2 separate regions of the Sus scrofa genome follow, and region 1 is linked to region 2. A link is a contact called in public Hi-C data. All regions are on one chromosome and are shown on one strand. The core of a region is the stretch at or near the end of the contact, and the rest is flanking DNA. Distances in the headings are between cores, read along the strand shown.

Region 1 (6,748 bases), core at 4,070-6,569, 120 kb before region 2:
TCCCAGCCTCCCTCGCAGCCATGTGACTAAGTCCTGGGCAGTAAGATCAAACTGGAAGCCCTGTCTGGTACTTCCGGGAAGAGGCAGACATCAGGTTTCTAGTTCCACACATAAAGAGTTTGGGGAGTTCCTGTTGTGGCGCAGTGGTTAATGAATCCGACTAATAACCATGAGGTTGCGGGTTTGATCCCTGGCCTTGCTCAGTGGGTTGAGGATCCGGTGTTGCCGTGAGCTGTGGTGTAGGTCGCAGACACGGCTTGGATCCCAAGTTGCTGTGGCTGTGGCGTAGGCCAGTGGCTACAGCTCTGATTAGACCCCTAGCCTGGGAACCTCCACATGCCATGGGAAATAGCCCTAGAAAAGGCAAAAAGACAAAAAAAAAAAAAAAAAAAAAAGTTTGGAAGTTGCTGCTCTGTCTTAACAACAAGTAAGAAACTGAACAGATGGAGTTCCTGTTGTGGCTCAGTGGTAACCAAACTGACCAGCATCCATGAGGACTGAAGTTTGATCCCTGGCCTTGCTCAGTGGGTTAAGGATTTGGCATTGCTGTGAGCTGTGCTGCAGTTCGCAGACAGGGCTCGGATCTGGCGTTGCTGTAGCTGTGTTGCAGGCCGACAGCTGCAGCTCCAATTCAACCCCTAGCCTGAGAACTTCCATATGCCTCAGGGTGTGGCCCTAAAAAGCCAGAAAAAAACAAAAAAAAAACAAAAAAAAAGAAAAAAAAGCTGAACAGACAATTCTTCTTGGATCTGTTAGGGAGAGTAGAACATGTGGTCAACCGCTGCCCCTAAAACTGGAGACGGGAAAATACAGGGAGCTGTGGCTTCCCAGAGACTCACATGGAAGTCACTGTAAGAACAAGGGCCAGGAAGGAAAACCTGAACTGTGTGGGACAAGCTGCTGGAGGAACAGTGTGGACAAGTCTGGAACTCAGTTGTAGGGGCCTCCCTGCACTTCGGTTCTGCTTCCTGAAGCTCTACAAGCTTCCCACAGTAAGATTCAGAGAAAAATCCCTTCCTGCTTCCAGTAAGGGAGAGGGAAGGGGCCACTGTGAAACTCCCCAGGGTACTTCAGTCTTCTTAACAAGGTCTGCCCTCAGGGGAAACCTGTTATGCAGAGCTTAACCAAGCAAAATTTTATCAGAGCCTAACTGCTCTGGGTAAGGGAAGTATCCAACTCCATCCAAATTGGGAGGAGAAGGGAGACAAGCACTGAGAAGCACCTGTCATGTCCACAGTCCTGAAGCTCAGGCTCAGTAGAAGACTGAACCTGAGTTCTCGTAGTGCAGCGGAAATGAATCCAACTAGTGTTCATAAGGATGCGGGTTCGATCCCTGGCCTCACTTAGTGGGTTAAAGATCAGCATTGCTGTGAGCTGTGGGGGAGGTCACAAATGGGGCTTTGATCTGTCACTGCTGTGGCTGTGACATAGGCTAGCAGCTACAGCTCCAATTCGACCCCAGCTTAGGCACTTTCATATGCTGCAGCTGCAGCCCTAAAAAGAAACAAAAAAAGTAAATGAATGGAGGTGTTCTCTTGTGGAGCAGCAGATTAAAGATCTGGAGTTGTCACTGCAGTGGCTTGGGTCACTGTTGTGGTGTGGGTTCGATCCCTGACCCCAGAACTTCTGCGTGTCACAGGTGCATACAAAAAATGAAAAAAGGTAAATGAACAGAGAAAAACATATGCTGACACTAATCAAAACAAAGCATGAGTAGCTGCATTTATTTCAGACAGACCCAACTTCAGAATAAGGAACATTCTTAGGGATGAAGAAACTCAGGACAAGAGTTTCTGTTGTGGCTCAGCGTTAAGGAACTTGACTAGTATCCATGTGGGCAAGGGTTTGATCCTTGACCCTGCTCAGTGGGGTAACGATCTGGTGTTGCTATGAGCTGTGGTGCAAGTCACAGACACGGCTGGATCTGGCGAGGATCTGGAATTGCTGTGGCTGTGGTATAGACTGGCAGCTGCAGCTCTGATTAGACCCTAGCCTGGGCACTTCCATATGCTGCAAGGTGGCCCTTTAAAAAAAAAGGGGTGTGTGTGTGACATAATGTTAAGGGGTCAGTCCTCCTTTAAGGCCTCTTTCCTGTCTCTCTGCTCCCAACAACAGAGCGTAGGTCTACTTGAGGCAAAACCTGGCAGAATTGTGAGGAGAAACATGAATCCACTGTCACAGTTGGAGACTTCAATACTACTCTATCAGAAATGGATGGATCCAGCAGGCAGAAAATCAAGAAAATCAGGCAGCAAGCTACAAGCTACAGGACACCCCAGACCCAGCACAAAGCCACTACACAAAGCATCATCAACAAAAGCAAACTACAATACAAAATGCCTGCAACACTGCTTATTTCCCTCTAAGGCTGTACACCACATCATAGCAGAGGTTACTTGGGAGGAGGGGCCTGATTACTGTTGGGATGGAGGGCAGAGGTGCTCTGGGGGCTTTCTTTATTGTATTTGAATCTTTCATATGAAAAGACATTCATATCTTACTAATATGATTAAAATTATTTTTAGACAAGGCTATAGTCATAAATAAGGATAAGGACTGGACAACAGGTGCATTTGTGAAGAGGCAGGGGAGATGCTGAAAACAGTTTTTCTGCACTATAGAATGCCAGGGTTATGTCCGCTAGAAAAAAATTTTTTTCTAGACTGTTGATTAACACACATCCCCCTGCAAGTGCCTCGTTTATGTCTATTCTTTTAATGGTTTTAAATGAAAGCACCTATATCTTCACTGATTATTAAGTAGGCAAAATGTTTTGTAAATTAGAAGTGGAATACACTCAGTCTCATGTTTAAGAGGAGACCTTATGTTAAAACTTCTTCCCTCTGTGGGATGAGAAAGAATGAAAATATTTAGGAAACTAATAATCTTAAGAAAAATGGGGTTATCTGAGGTTACAATGAACTGATACAGATGTTGGCTTGATGAATTGTAAAATATCTTCAGATACTTCACTTACTGAACAAACACGTATTAAACACCTACTGTACAAAAGGGGCTATGCCAGGCCCTATAAGATGCATCCTAAATACACTTTGACCTCAAGGAATTCTCAGTCTACACCGGTGGTGGTGGTAGCAGCAAATGTATAAATAGATTGCAGCTGAACTAATTGTAGGGCAAAACATAAGACCTCACCATGCACTTCTAAACCCTTAAATTTGCATTTTAACAAGATCCTCAGGTGGTCTGAATGCTTATTGAGATTTGATGAACTGTGGGACTATAGAAGGACCCACTGTTGAGCCTTGGGAAGGGGTCAGAGGTCTCCAGACTGTTGGGGTGATAGGAACACTGCAGGCTCAGAGAACAGCAGGCCCATGATCATGGCAGTTAGAACAGAAAGGGTTCTGGAAGGTAACTGGGAACTTTGAAAGACGTGAGAGGCAGGACAGAGAAGGTAGGCAGAGGACAGAGGCAGAAGAGCCAGACTGACCTGCTGAGAATTCTGGAGGAAGCCAGAGAAAATTTTAAGCAGCAAAGCAACAGGATCAGATTCTTATGTTTTCGCCATGCCTACAGCATGCAGAAGTTCCTGGGCCAGGGATAGAACCCATGACACAATAGTGACAATGCTGAATCCTTGATCTGCGGAGCCACTAAGGAACTCCAGATTCTTATGTTTGGACATAACTCTGGTGGCAGGGTGGAGGAAGAAATGCAGAAGAGAGGCTGCAACAGGTCAGAATTGTGTCCTTAAATAAGCACAGTTCAGTCTTGGACTAGAAAGGAGGCCTTCAAGGACTTAGACATGGAGGCTGGCATAGAGTCCTAGGCAGACAGAGAAACAAAGGGCTGCTCCAGCTGTAGCAGCATACAGATGGGTTCTTTCTTTTCAAAGTGTGACATTAGCATCACCTGGGAATTGTTAGAAATGTAGTCTCATCTCAGAAATTCGGTCAGAAACTCTGGGGGGTGGGGCAGCCAGATCTATCTGACTTTAAGTTCTCTTTCAAGTTGAAAACCACTGCTCTAGCCTGCCGAATATCTTGAAGCAGGTGGTGAAGGTTTAGAATCACCATAACCTACTCTCTTATAAAAAAGAAAAAACAAACAAAAAACAGAAGAGTAATGAGAAATCAGCTTCTACGTTGAATGGCCAAAATAATAGTCACAGGCAATATAGATTTTATACAGTGCTCAGAAAAAAACAAAAAACATGTTGACCATCTTGTCCAAAAGCCTCACACTGGGAGAATTAAAATAGTTTTAGTAGAGCCCGTGATGTTTTCGGTAGCCTAAATTAAATAAAACTTAAAAGTAATCATCCTGACTGTAAATTCTTTGTTTCCTTTATTCCCCACAAAACCCCCTCCGAAAAAAACACTGGGATTCCTTTTGGCTCTCCGAAAATTGTGTTTCTGATGCAACCGCCCATTAAAAAAACGCAATCCCAAATTAAAAAAAAAAAAAAAAACAAAACCCAAACGTAGCAGCGGGGCTGGCGCCACCATCCCAAGGCAACTCCGCCGTTTCCCAGCCACACCCCTGCGATCTGCAGGGCCTCCTTCCCCGGGCTGTACCCAAAGATAAATAAATCACTCCTTGTTTTTTTCCAGACCTGAAATTAGCAGTGACTCACAGAGCACTTTGAACGGCCACAGTCGCCTCGGGAAGGAGGAAAAATGTGCAGATTTTTCCCCTCTCCCGAGGACCCGACGTTCCGGGCTGGGCCAATCAGGGGAGGATAGCGGGAATCGCACCAAAGTAGGTAAAAAATGCGGGACGCGTGCCCTTCAAGACCGCCCGCGCTAGGGATCCCGAGGGTCCTCCCTCCGGTCTTCTCCGTCGCGGGCCCCGCCCACCCTTTACCCCCAACCCTCTCCCCCCCACGCCACGCCGTCCCGCGCCCTCCCAGGCCCGCCCCTAGCGGCGGCGCACACCTGTTGGGCCAGGTGGCTACTTCCATGTAAGGGCAACGGCGGTGCAGTGGGCGGGGTGCCACATGGCTCCGCCCCGGACCCTCGCCCGCAGGCGCCAGTCCAAGCTCCGCCTCCTCTTCCCTTGCAGTTGAAGGAGGGCCTCACCTCCGCCCCCACGGACACGAGATGATGAGGGGTACCTAGTCCTTCAGTCTCCAGAAGGTGAAGAAGATCCCGCCGGCCAGGCGTCTGAAGGGCCGCCTGGGCAGAGCGTTGCTAGGCCGGCCGGTTGCGTAGCAACGGTGGGCAGCGTGTGACGTGCGCAGCCGCGTTAGGGCCCGAGGCGCGCCCGCGCTCCCGCCCCCTGGTAGGCTCACGCCCCGCGTCGCCTCGCGGCTCGATACCTCGGACCAGCTGCTGTGAGGTGAACACTCGGTAGACTCGGCTCCGGCCGGCTCGGTCTCCCGCGCTTCTGCGACCGCCGAGGCGAACATGGTGAGCAGGCGGGAGCCCGAGACGTTGGCTGACGCGGCTGTGGCGCCGCGGGGGTCGGGACGGAGGGGGAAGGATCCGGGCTGGGCTGCAGCCTCCCGGGGGCAGGGTCTCGGGCTCCCACCGCCCGCGGACTTGCTGGGCCCCCGCGCCCCGGGGCGGCCCCCCGGCAAATGCGTCGCTCGGTGCCGCCGTGAGCGTCGCCTCGGCGGTGCCTTTCGCCCGGGCCTTGGTAGACTGGCCGGGGTCGAGCGCGCGCCACCGCCCCGCCGCCCCACAGCGACTTCGACCCGGGGCCTGACCTCCCGGGGTGGGGGCGTCGGAGTCCGGCGCGGGCCTGATTAGCGCCGGTTTCGTCGAAGCTGGGCGCGGAGGCGGTCATGACTCTTACGAGTTTCGACCGGTGAGGTTTTTGTACCTCGTTAAGGAGATGCTGGATTGAGCAACCCTGGGGGGCGGAATGATCATCTACGATCCTGACCCAGGCAAGATGAGGATCGGGGTGTGTGTGTGTGGGGGGGGCGGCCTCGCGGTCGCTTTGTTTGTCGCGTCTGGCAGTCAGCTTCCAGCAGCACTCTCGTCGTACTTGTCAAGCTAGGCAGTGGCTCTTTTAACCCCTGACTGTCCGGTTTCTCCACGTACGGTCAGAAATTTTCTTTAAACCGTAAACAGTTTTGCTCTGCCAAACCTTAGCGTGCAAGGTGTGGGCATGATGCTGGTGATGCTAATAAGAGTGAATGAAAAAGCTTTTTAAAGTCCATTAAATCATCCGAGTCACTAAAACGTGAACAGATGTTCCGTATATTCTAGGCGTTGGAGACTGCTTAATTTACGTATTTCCCCTTCCAAACTCACTCTAATTTGCTGTAAAACTGTTCTTAACTGGATGAACAAGTAGAACATTTTGTTATTTTCTTTAGTCTGCACACGTTGTTACCATTTTTGGTCAATGATTTGCAGGCAAAGGCTTACCACATTGCTAGAAATATTACACTGTTACTGCATCTATCTGCCTGAAAGCAGTTGGTACCAGTGTATCTGCATTAAAAATGTTATCACTGGAAAACAGTTTTGGTTTTCTTAAGAAATTGCACCTTTCATGGCTATGCAGATTGGCTCATTAGTGGAAGAAAAAGAAATTAGTTTTTCTAGTCTTCAGTGGTTTCTTGATGACTTGAGGATACGTAGCCGGAATGTATTTTTCAGTTTTTGATTTTTCCTTAATTTAATTCTGTAAGCTACATAGAGGATCAGCACTTTAAGACTTAAAATTTAAGATTATACTACTTTGTATTATTGCCTTACATTGAAAGACTTAATCTAAGGATTTGGGGTTCTCATATATTTAAAACCAGCCACGCTTATGAACGCTCATG
Region 2 (5,859 bases), core at 1,363-3,862:
TGCCATGCCCCTAAAACATTCATGTACCAAGGTACCAATCTAACTTCTTCATCTCTGTATAGATGTTCAGAGGCTGATTCCTAACTGTGAAAGAAAAGAGTTCAGTTACAACATAGCACCTCTGGCCTTACACACTGGACACTCTGTTTCTAGACCTCAAGACACCTTTCTTGTCCCCCTCTCCCCACCTTGTCCCCAGCCCCAGCCTTGTCCACAGGCCCAGAAACCCTGCAAGCCAGATATGCATGCACTGCTCTACAGCTGCCTCCAGCTTTCGTCCTCTGCTCACAGAGAGGGAAGTGGCATCCCCAGGACCTCAGAACCGGAAGCTTCTTTCTGGAAGGGAAACAAGTTGGCAGCCTAGAGTGGGGCTGACCTTTGCAGAGTTCATAAAGGAATTGAGACACTGCAGGATCACCAAGCCTTTGCCGGTGTCAGATTAACGGCAAGTTAAGATGACCGACCAAGCACAGAGGAAAGTGTCCGGGCGAAGGCAGAGTGTTCCCTGATAGACCACGCAGGGCTGCTGTAAAACAGGCAGCTCTCCTGCCTGGAGGTGCTGGACACTCAATACCCAGAGTCAGGAAGATCTCTGGCCTGGGGCCTGAGGCCCCACTGGGTCCACTTCCCCAAACTCCAGAAAAGCCATCCAGACGCCCCTGCTCTGATGGTTCCAGCACACCAGGCAAACAGTGACCTGGGAGGCTCCCCAGAACCTTTAAAGTTTCATTTCCCCAGTGCTTCCTAGTCTCTGCTGACCTCTGACCTCCAGGAATTATTGCCAAAGTGCCTAGTGTTTGCACAACGTCCCAGTTTTTCCCAGCACTTACCTGGGGGGCTTCCCGACCCTACTGTGAGTGGGTGAGTCTATCTCCAGGCTACAGATAAGGAAATCCAGGTTCAGAGAGGTTAAGAAAGCTGAGCAGAGGGTCTGTAAGCGTGGTATGAGGGTGGAATCCAGACCCTGAGACGTGGCAAGCCTGAAGTCTGCAGCAAGCAGGCTGGAGCACAACCCGGAGCCCACTTAACTCCCCAGCCCCCCAAACCCCTAGAAACTCATCCAGCAGTAACAGCCAACACTTGTTGACTACTCCCTACATGTGCTGGGTTGTCACAGCTTTTCTCTCAAATAGAAAAGATAGGCAGTCCCGTTTTTCACACGTGGAAGTGGACACTGTAGTGAAAGAGCTTGGCCGAGGTCACTCTCAAAGGTGCTAGGCTTTCAGAGGCGCATTCCCTTTAACCCTGACACCACAGCGAGCTACCATTTGCGACCTATAATCTGGGGAGAGGTCCCCAAGGCTTCCCAGATGCTTCACTGGAAGCGCAGACCCCATCCCGCCTTCCCCTGCCCAGGGCGCGGCCAGGGAGCCTGGCGGCCCTGGGCGGGCGCCAGGCCGGGTGCCAGCGTGCTTGGCCGGCCGGGCCGGAGATGCCGCTTCCGCCTGGGCCTGGCACCGCAAGTCCATTCATCGTGGCGCGAAGGGGCGGGCCAGGAATGGCTCGGGGTGCCCCAGTCCCCGCGCCGGGAGCCCTCGCGCCTGGGTTCGCGCAGCCCGGCCGGGGAAAAGGCGCCCCCGGCCCCACCGCCAGGGGGAGCAGGGAGACGCCTCCAGCACTTCGGGAAGTTGCCACCGCGGCCGCCGGGCGTCCGGACCTGGACCGTCCCGGTCCCCGCACGGCGTCCCCCGCAGCCCTAAGTCCCCTGCCCGCCCCGTCGGGGCCGCCCGGACCCCGCCGCGCCCCCGGGTCGCAGCCTGCAGCCAAGCGCTCTCACCCGGCGGGGGCCCCCATTCAATCCCGCCCCCTCCCCCCGGCCGGCCTCCGCCGCCTTCCGCCCGCCCCCCCACCCCCTCCAGCCCGGACTCCAGCCCGGCAACGTCATCCGGCCGCTTCCCGAAACTTAACCCCTTCCTTCGCCAGCTGTGGGCCGCCCCGCCCCGCCGCCAACTTTCTTCACCCAACTTCGGTGCGCGCCAGCCGGCCCGACGGCCCGGCGGGGAAGGAGGGGTGGCCACGTCGCGCAGCGGGGCCGCCGCAGGTCCAGCCGACGGCGAGGGGCGTGGGGTCCACACTGCGGACGCGTTCGGCCGACGCCCCTGCACGGGGTTCGGTTCAGCACACGCCCCCCCCCCCAGGCCTGTCCCAACCCCGAGGGTCCACGGCCATAGCGACGGCGGGCGGCGCCGCCGGGGGAGGGGCCGCCAAGGAGACGTGTCACTCGCGGCGCGGCCGGCCCCGGCCCCAGCCTCGGCGCCCCGACGGCCCAGCCCGCGAGCCGCAGCTACTGCTGCAGGGCCGGGCCAAGTTTCTTACCTGCAGCGGGAGACGCGGGAGGGAGAGCGAGAGGGCAGGAGCCGCCGCCGCCGCCGCCGCCGCCGCGAAACCGGGAAAGAGGAGACGGCTGAGCCTCCGCCGAAAAGCCGCTTCCGAGCAGCTGCAGGCGCCGCGACCTCGACGCCGCCCGCCCCGTCTGCCGTCCGCTCCGGCCGCTCGCTGGCTGCGTGCGCGCGTGTGGAGTCGTGGCACTTTCTGCCTCGGAGCTGGCGAACGGCCCCCTCCGCCAGGATCGCCGCCTCCTGCCTTCCCCACCCGGGCCAGCCATTCATCGAGTCGCCTCTCCCCATTGGTCCGCGCCCCGCCACTCTGCCTGTCGCTGGCCAGTCAGAACGCGGGAAGCCGAGACGCTGCGGCGGCCATTGGGCGGAGAGGAGGGTCTCCGCCTCGGCCAATGGGAGAGGGGAGGAGCTGCGGGGAGTCGCGGGGGCGGGGCCATGGAGGGGCGGAGCCGAGCGGCGCGACGCTCGGGCCGGCGCGGGGGCGGGGCGGGGCCGGAACGCCCAGCCAAAAGGGGGAGGGGGCGCCGGCCGGCCCCGCCCACTCCGGGCCCTCGGCCCTGCTTGCAGTCACTGTCAGGGGGCCGGCTCTGACCCAGCTGGACCCGGAAGGTTCGAATCCCGGCGGCGCTGCGCCTGCGCCCCTGAACCCCTCCAGGCTGAGGTGGCGGTGGGTGTCACCCTGAGCAGGGTTGCGCAACACAGGAACAGCCGCGAGAAATGCTTTATTTAAAACCAGCTAACTGCCCCCGCAGCAGCGCCCCCTCCGGGCCCTGGATGTGAGGACAAGTTCTGCTGGCGGTCAGTCCCGAGAGGGCACGTCGCTATCTTCAAAGATATTTCAGTCAGCACCAGAAGGAATTTTCCTGAGTAAATGGAGGAATCGGGGGCGGAAAGGCCAGATGGTGCACAAAGAATGGAGGTGAACGTCAGTGCACCCATTTTTAGGGAGGGTACAACTGAGGCACAGTCTGAGTTACTCGTCCAAACCACAGCTGGCAGAACAATAATTGCAATTCTATTTAGGGCGTTTTACTCTTTGCAATGGAGAGGGTGAAAGGGCCTGACCCAGATAAACTCACCCACTTCCCAGAAAACTGAGCAAATGGTACTTCGTTACAAGACTTCCTCCCCCCCTTCCACCCAAGTAAGCCAACACTCTTCATAACCAAATAAGACTTTCAATTAAGATAATTTTAGGCCTGCTTTTTAACCATTCTCTCAGTGTCTCTTAAAGCTAACTCTGAACATTGAGCCAAAACCAGTTTCTTTGAAATTAAGGTTTTCTGAGAGGCCAAAGGGCGGCTGCCAGCTAATCTGCTCCATACCACTTCTCCCCAACCCCCTGGCTGCAGAACCTCTTCCTAATATCTGTTTCTTAGACAATTTCCCGTACCCCCTTCCCCTTTGAACAAGTTGTTGGAAAGATGTGGAAATAAGTCATCATGAGGAAATAAAGAGCAGCTGAGTTGAAATTAACCATTCATTCCTATTTTTAATCTCAGCAGTTCCCTAGCACATTAATGATTAATCAATAGGAATTAACCTGGGTTAGCTTTTGACATTCAGTCTTTTTCCAGTGGTGAGCCCCAGCTTGACATGAAAGTCAAGAATCCCAGTTTTGGAGTTCTTGTTGTCGCTCAGCGGGTTAAGAATCCGCCTAGTATCTGCAAAGATGTGGGTTTGATCCCTGGCCTTGTTCAGTGGGTTAAGGATCTGGCATTACTGCAAGCTCTGGTATAGGTCACAGCTGCAGCTTGGATCCTAAGTTGCTGTGGCTGTGGTAGAGGCTGACAGCTGCAGATCTGATTTGACCCCTCCCTAGCAAAGCCAGGAACTTCCATAGGCTGTGGGTGTGGCCTTAAAATGAAAAAAAAAAAAAAAAAAGACGAAGAATCCCAGTTTCTGGCTGGCATATGTTACCAGCTAGTTCTAATTGATCATGGGTAAACCAGTTAACCTTTCTGAACTCGGGTGTACTCTTTTAGGACAATTGTTCCACTCTCTGCATTTTAGAGAGGAGATTCATTCATTCATTCATTCATTCTTTCATTCATTCACCTGTGTTTGTTGAGTGCCTAGAATTCACTGCCAGGTTGGGCAAGCAGCTGGAAGTGATACACAGACCTAGTAAAGACCCAACAGCCCTTGGAGGCCTTGTTGTGGGCAGAGACCCCCTTCATCTTATTCACACTATTTAGGTTTTCCCAGAAGCAGATTCTGACCATGTATGTTTGGATGCAAGCAGATCCTGATAATTTGGGGGGTGATCACAGGAAACATTGGTAGAAAAGCGGGATGGGAAGAAGCAGATAGAGCACAGTGCCACAGAGTTCCCACTGTGGTGCAGCAGGATCAGTGATGTCTCTGCAGCGCCAGGACACTGGTTTGATCCCCAGCCTAGCACAGTGGATTAAAGGATCTGGCACTGCTGTCATAGGTTGCAACTTAGCTCACTCCTTTCTTTGAGGATAGGAACTAGAAGGGGCATTTACTTCTCAGGGTGGTGGTTGAAACAAAAGAAAACAAGCAGAAATATACAAGTTCTCTCAAAGGCTTAGGACTGGGGTTGCTTCTACCTCATTCTATTGATCAAAGCATGTCACATGGATAGGCCCAGATTCAAGGGGAGAAGAAGTATGGACAGGGATGAAGAAATGGCACCACTGATGCAATCTACCACTGAGTCCAAGAAAGACAGGTGGATAAGGTAAATAGAGGACGGGTTCATGGAGAGGAGAGAATTTCAAGAAGTAAAGAATGGTGAATACTGTTTGGAGTTTCCCATCATGGTTCAGAAGGTTAAGAACCTGACTAGTATCCATGCAGGTTTGATCCCTGACCTTGCTCAGTGGGTTAAGGATCTGGCCTTGCTGCAAGCTGCAGTGTAAGTTGCAGGTGTGACTTGGATCCGGCATTGCCGTGGCTGTGGTGTGGACTCCAGCTGCAGCTCCGATTCAGCACCTAGCCTGGGAACTTCATATGCCCAGGTGCAGCCCTAAAAATGAAAAAAAAAAAAAAAAAGAAAGAAAGAAAAAGAATGTCGAACACTGTTAAAGGCAGCCTGGAAACCCAGCAAGAAGAAGACTGGATTATGTGTTAAACATGGCCACTCAGATATCACCAAGGACTTTCGGGAAACAGGGGTTTTTTGCGGGGGAGCAGGTGAAAAGGTGGCCACTGAAGTGCAGAGAGCTGAGAAGAGAATGGTGCAGTGGGAAGTGCAAGGAGGGGAGTGGAAGCAGGGTGCACCTATTCCTCCAACAAATGAATCAACTCAGTACCTACCATGCAGGTACTGTCAGTCACTAGGTGATGGGGAGATAGCCATAAACAAGGCAAAGGGTTTCCTTTCATGGAGGCCACAGTCTAATGGGGAGAAGACAGTAGACCGATCAACCAATAAATAAGCAAAGTGAATCAAAATTGTGCCAAGGGCTACAAGGAAAGAGAAGAGGCTGATGTGATGAAGAGGGACAGGGATTTGGGAATGGGGAGGGCAGTGGGTAGAAGAAGATGATCA

What was found. A called contact is a pair of places that touch in the nucleus more often than the background predicts.
Region 1: a contact with region 2 is called in a Hi-C map of skeletal muscle, with 3 times the contacts expected there. The contact joins the promoter of DSTN here to the promoter of RRBP1 in region 2. A contact is called at or near these places in 1 of 5 promoter capture datasets (liver) and 5 of 47 Hi-C or Micro-C datasets (embryonic fibroblasts, heart right ventricle, liver and 1 more).

What each region holds. Positions count from the first base shown.
Region 1 is chr17:25,993,511-26,000,258 of Sscrofa11.1, forward strand. DSTN (destrin, actin depolymerizing factor) reads left to right here and starts at 5,320. Exons shown (of 4, transcript NM_001004031.1): 1 at 5,320-5,375. The coding sequence starts at 5,373.
Region 2 is chr17:26,117,642-26,123,500 of Sscrofa11.1, forward strand. RRBP1 (ribosome-binding protein 1) reads right to left here and starts at 2,613. Exons shown (of 24, transcript XM_021078037.1): 1 at 2,317-2,613.